2 separate regions of the Ovis aries genome follow, and region 2 is linked to region 1. Evidence: chromatin contacts called from public Hi-C data. All regions are on one chromosome and are shown on one strand. The core of a region is the stretch at or near the end of the contact, and the rest is flanking DNA. Distances in the headings are between cores, read along the strand shown. Region 1 has its middle 51 kb from the start of TRNAG-CCC. Region 2 has its middle 160 kb from the start of FGGY.

Evidence for each region. A called contact is a pair of places that touch in the nucleus more often than the background predicts.
Region 2: a Hi-C map of muscle shows a contact between it and region 1, with 8 times the contacts expected there. The contact joins two enhancer-like sites. A contact is called at or near these places in 2 of 16 Hi-C or Micro-C datasets (liver and muscle).

What each region holds. Positions count from the first base shown.
Region 1 is chr1:33,629,015-33,631,910 of ARS-UI_Ramb_v3.0, forward strand. No RefSeq gene overlaps it. Among named protein-coding and RNA genes, the nearest start is that of TRNAG-CCC, 51 kb to the left of the region's middle. Within about 2 kb of position 1,472, at least 8 of the 54 cell types and tissues checked have an H3K27ac peak or open chromatin away from gene starts, as enhancers often do. A contact at or near this core is called in muscle, where this site is marked.
Region 2 is chr1:33,885,396-33,888,292 of ARS-UI_Ramb_v3.0, forward strand. No RefSeq gene overlaps it. Among named protein-coding and RNA genes, the nearest start is that of FGGY, 160 kb to the right of the region's middle. Within about 2 kb of position 1,271, at least 4 of the 54 cell types and tissues checked have an H3K27ac peak or open chromatin away from gene starts, as enhancers often do. A contact at or near this core is called in muscle, where this site is marked.

The sequences.
Region 1 (2,896 bases), core at 222-2,721:
GTGGTGTTCCCAGCTGGCCATGCCGCTAAGTGGTAAGCCAGTGCCTGGAGCATCAGAGACCACCAGCATGTCTCTGTGGAAGGTCTGGAAAAGGAGGATGCTGCAGAGAGAAGTCAACTGCTCTTCCCTCTGCTGGGACTTCCCTGCTCAGGAAGATAGTGGGCCAACACTTGGTCAAAAGTACAGCTGTGGGGAGGAAGAGGAGGAGGAAGGAAAAGGGCTGGGAGCGGAAGTGGGAAACAGAAGGGGCAGAGGAGGATAGAGGAGGGAGGAGAAGGAAGCATGGTGGGAGTTTATCCTGCTCTGAACAATCCCTGAACCTCTTTCAGCTCCTAGAGGAGAAGTCCAGCCTGCCCAAGGGACAGAGGAGGTTGGCACTTCTGAGGAACCTAGAGGCCTTGTCATCTTCGCACCCACGTCTCAGGGAAGCTTGGGTGAGGGCTGGGCTGTTTGAGGCCAGCTTCCCACCAGCTCTGCCAGCTTGGGATCAGATCCTGGGAAGACCGGCTTGCCTGGGTCAGGTCCAGCTGCACTGGGTCTGGATGACGATGCGTCTGAAGAGCCAGTGTGGATGGGATACAAATGTACAGCCTGTCTGGGAAGCTGCAGGACTGTGACTCGGAGAAAGCACTTCCAATATCTGCAGTGAGACTCTTGAGCCATAGAGGGACAGGGGCACATGGCTGGGTGAGAAGGAATAAACACTTAATTTCAAAGAAAGCATAGCTAGAGGGGAGGTTTATATAGACTTGAGGTGAAAGAACCATGAACTATAAGAATAAAGGAAAGCATGCTTGGTGAAGACCTGACTTTGTGCTGGACACTGTGTTAAAGAGCTGGAGGTATGGAATTATTACCAATGGTCTTAGTACATACCCACAGTGTCCACCCTACTCATTTAATACCACCAGTATCGCCTGAGGGGGCCTAGGTATCCTCTGCTAGTCACGGAGGAAGCTCAGACATTCAGTCAGTGACTGGGGAGCCCCACTATCTGAGCCCTCCACACTGTAGCTGCAGAAAGAGGGGCTGAGACGGGAGTGACATGTCACAGTTCAGAGACCCTCGAGTACATGGTAACAGCTGGAGTCATACTCCGTGGCCTCTTTATCTGCTACACACAACTTCTTAGAAGTTCTCAGGTCCAGGACAGCAAGGCTCAGAAACCATTATTCCAGAAGAGCAATGTCCATTTGTAGGGCCCATCACCAGCTGCCAGCCCCATCTTCCCAATTGATCCAGCTTCTTGGTTTCTCCAGTGCGGGAGGGGTTCAACACCATGGGCTGCAGCTCTGCTCCACCAACTCCCAGGGCAGTAAAGGCAGTGCACCCACAGGCCGGGGGAACCCACCTGTGACCGAGAGGACGGGAGCGGGGCAGCCAGGAGGGGAAAGGAAGGGCTAGAGCCGGCGGCAGGTGGGGCCGGCGGCCAGGACTCCCCACACCCGCCTTAGAGAGAGGGAAGGCTCTGGGGACTGGCTTCCTTGTAAACAGTGCAGCCAACTCTAAAAATACTCTTGCCCTAGACAGGCACCCTGAGCTCCTTGGGTCTCCTCCAGCACCTTCAAGGGCCTCAGCCCGTTCCCTGAAAGGTCAAGGGGATGGGAGGAAAGTTCACTTGTAAAGAATAGGATTTCCTTAGCGAGGAGAGTATAACAATAATTCCTTCCTCTGCAAAACAGAAAGAGGACACTGCGGGTTTTAGCAACAACAACAACTACGACAAAAGGCAAGAAGCAGCTTCACCGGTTCCCTTGTTAGTTACTGGAGGCCCGGGCCCAGCTCAGGCCAGAGGCCTAGAAGTGCATTCACAGCCAAGGACCAGGGAGCCGGGAGAAGGGGCTGGGCGGGAAGCTCCAGCTGTTCCCTTATTAGGGGTGTGACCTGTGACTCAGCCACTCGATGCCTCAGTTTCCACATTTAGAAAAGGGAATATACAATAGTGTTTACTTCACTAGGGTGTGGAAAGGACTAAATGAGATGCTATATATAAGTCTCGTAGCACACCATGCTTGACATGTGGCAAACTCTGGGAAAATGCTCATTATTATGGCATATGGAAGGCTATAACTATGCCTGAATTCTAACTGAAATGTAGTTTAAAGGGAAACTGAGTCAGAAGACTGAAAGAGTGGTAGCAGATAAAAAGAGGTAGGAAGGGACAGAATCATAGAAAACTCAAATTTATATTTGATATATGGGAAACCTGAGACCCAGGGAGCAGAAAGGAATCATCCTAGGTCTGGCATTGCATTAACAGCTGCCTGTAGGTTTAATGTAAAATAACAGGGTGTGAGACCCCTAAAACCCTGGGTGACTGAAAGTCTGACCCAGTAGGAATTAGGAGAAAGAGGCCTTGCATTTATATGACATTTTAGTGTTGGGAGGCTTCCCTGGTGGCTCAGACAATAAAGAATCTGCCTGTAGTACAGGAGACCTGAGTTCGATCCCTGGGTTGGGAAGATCCCTTGGAGAAGGGAATGGTTACCCACTCCAGTATTCTTGCCTGGAGAATCCCACGGACAGAGGAGCCTGGCAGGCTAGTCCATGGACTCGCAGAGTTGGACACAACTGAGTGACTAACACATTCAGTTAGTGTTGGGAAGTCCTTTCCAAGGCAGACCCAGAACTCAGCAGATCCCCGACTGAGGGTGAACTCCATCAGGGGAGCGTGACGTGCAAGGACGTGGCCAAAGAGAACTCATTCTCAGGGCTGGTGGCTGTGATGATGGTGCCCTTGAACCCAAGGAGCATGGGGGCACAGGCAGGAAGAGCTTGGCTCTGCCCAAAGAAGAATCGTCTAACCTTGTGCTCTCCAGTGTGGTAGCCACTGGCTAAAGGTAGCCAAGGAGCACTTGAAATGTGGCTACTCTGGACTTTAAGGACAATTTAAAAA
Region 2 (2,897 bases), core at 21-2,520, 260 kb after region 1:
CAAGCTAGACCAGGGCTTCTCATACCCTGGGCTATGTGCAGCAGAATGCCTGGGTGCTCGTTCAAAATGCAGACTCCCAGATCTGCATCAAACCTGCTGCACTGACTCTTGTAAGAGGGGCTCTAGTTTAATCAATTGCCCAGGTGATTCCAATGGGTATCAATCTTTGCAAGCTATCTTTGTGTTCCCAGTGCCTAGTACCATGCCTGGCACACAGTTACTACTCAGTAAATACCTGCTGAATGAATGAATGAATAAGTGAGTGAATGAATGAATATTTTTAGACTGTTCTGGGTACACGAGAGTCAGTTTGCTCTTTTGGCTAATGGGACATCCAGGTCTGGCTCCAGAGTCAGATAAGCAGATATCCCTCGAGGTTAGGTCCAGGTGGGACTCAATGCCCCCATTGCCCCTTAAGTGTGCTGGCTTTCTGGAGGAGCTGGCTGAGCCAGTAGAAGGGAGAGACTTGGCAGTTGTAAAGTTAGTGCATTTTCTCCCCCTCTTCCCATCCCCACCTCCCACTCGTCTCCCTTCCCCCAAGCATCCTGTCACATCCCAGATCAGAACCATTCTGGAAGCAGTATTTGCTAGTTTGACATTTCAAAATAGCATCGAGGAGGCTAAAGATAGCTAGGTTACCAGGGAGGTTAACAGCTTGCCAAATGACGCTGAGCAAATTTGGTCTTCTCCGCGATGTCCGAAGAGTTCTTTGATGTTTTCCCTCTATTTGGAGGAGTAGAGCATTGGATGGAGGGAGGATACTGAGCCAAGAGCCAAAGGGCACAACCTCTGTGGCTGGGAATTCAGTGAATGGTAAAGGAGTGTGCATTTCAGAGGTCAGCTTTCACCAGCTGTCCAGGACAGCAAGGCAGACACGGTAAGAGCCTGCTTGCCCGGCTGCCTGTGTGTGGCCCTGTGTCTACCTACGCATCTGGTTTCCACCGAGACCAGCACAACCATGAGGAAACAATTTGTCCATGTGAGATAGTAAAATTTTTAAAATGTCACTAGCCTTTTACTTCCTTTTCATTTCTTCCTGGTTCATCCCCATTTTAACTAAATTGCCCCAAGCCAGAACTATGTGACTATGGATGTGGAAGGTGGGGGCCAAGACCCTGGTGACTATGAGGAGACACTGTGTTCCCTGGGGATCAAGTACCCGCTCAGCATGTCCAAATAATAATACCTACCATTTACAGACCATTTGCTGTTCGCCAAGCTCTCTGCTAAGCTTCTGACATCCTTTAACCTCATTTATTCTCACAGGAGCTCTGTGCCTTAGGTATAGGATGGCCTCCTTCCCAGGTGGCACTAATGGTAAAGACCCACCTGCCAATGCAGGAGACATAGAGTGGAGGATTTGATCCCCGGGTCAGGAAGACCCCCTGAAGAAAGGCATGGTAAGCCACTCCAGTATTCTTGCCTGGAGAAGCCCATGGACAGAGGAGCCTGGCGGGCTACAGTCCTTAGGACTTCAAAGAGTCAGACACGACTGAAGCGACTTAGTATGCGTGACTTAGCACGCATACACCATATAAACGAAAGCCTGAGAGTCAGGGAAGCTAAGAACTTGCTTCTGGGACCGCAGCCAGTGCTGTAGAGTTGAGACTCCAAAGCAGGTGCGTCTGACTCCAAAGACAGCTCTCCTCCCAACCATGTTACATCGGCTCCTTTTACAGAAACAGACAAGGTCCATCTTCCCCCGCATGCCCTGCATTGAATCTATCCCAGGAATCAAACCACCTTCAAAGGGCAAACGGGTGCCCCTTGCGATGAGCAGGTTGCCAGGATGGACACTCACGCTCGGTGACTCAGCAGCACAGTCCACTTGTCTGACCTTTTCGCATGTCACAGATATCTAATGAAAGGGCTAGCCCTGCTCGCATCCTGCAGCCCTAGGGGCAACCTGAGTCACAAGAGACGGACTGAATGTCAGAGTTGAAGTGAGTGTCTCTGCCTCATCCTCTCTAAATGTGGCTGCAGCTGCCCATTCAGTGGTGGCTGAGCTGTCACGGCCAGCACAGGCTGGCAGAGAACAGGAGGGCTGCCTGCGGGGGCAGGATGCTGGTCATCTGGCTAAAAAAGGGGGGTGGGGTGGGGTGGGTGAGGCCGCCCAATTATGCCTGGCTTTGCTTCCAAGCTCTATAATCGGATTCAGGTGCTTCCAAAAGCTCCTGCCTCTGCCGAGCAAATTCAGTTAAGGGCAGGGGGAGGGCGCGCTAATGGTTTCCACATTGGGAGCCTCTGCAGAGAGGGCTCTCAAGCGTGGGGGCAAGGAATCTGACCTTGTAGAGCCCTGCTCGAAGGAATGCAAATGTGTTCATTAAGCACCTCTTACGAGTGAGGGTCTTAGGTTTTGTAGGCTGGACGCTGAGAATATGATAAACAAGCAATCACAGATGTAGCCTGCCCGGAGCTTGCTTACAGCTGGTGGGAGAGACAGAAAATGGACCAGAAAATTATGATACAAAGTGAAGAAGCCTGCAGGTCCTGTGGAGCACAGAGAAGACCACCTACCCAGATTTAGGGCTTCAGGGCAACGACTGGCTCCCTGTTGAGTGGCTGAAGAGGAGTTCACTGGGGAATCTGAGGGTTCTGGGGGCAGAAAAACAGCGCAGGAGAACACGAGTTGGGGGAGGTATAGAGCTGGCCAGAGCATCGGTGGAATAGCACAGAGTGTAAAGAGCTAAGTTAAGAATACGGAGAAGTTGGTAAAAACTTTAGGCCTTGTAACTCAGCAAGGAGAAGGCCAGAGGTCGAATACGATCTGTTTAGAAAGCCAGTCTGACCCGGACGGGATAAACTGCGTAAAGGGAGGCCAGTGAGGAAGCAGCGGGAGTGGTTCAGGATCATGCCAGTGTGTCTCAGACTAGGGTGGTGGCTGAGCGGATGGTGAA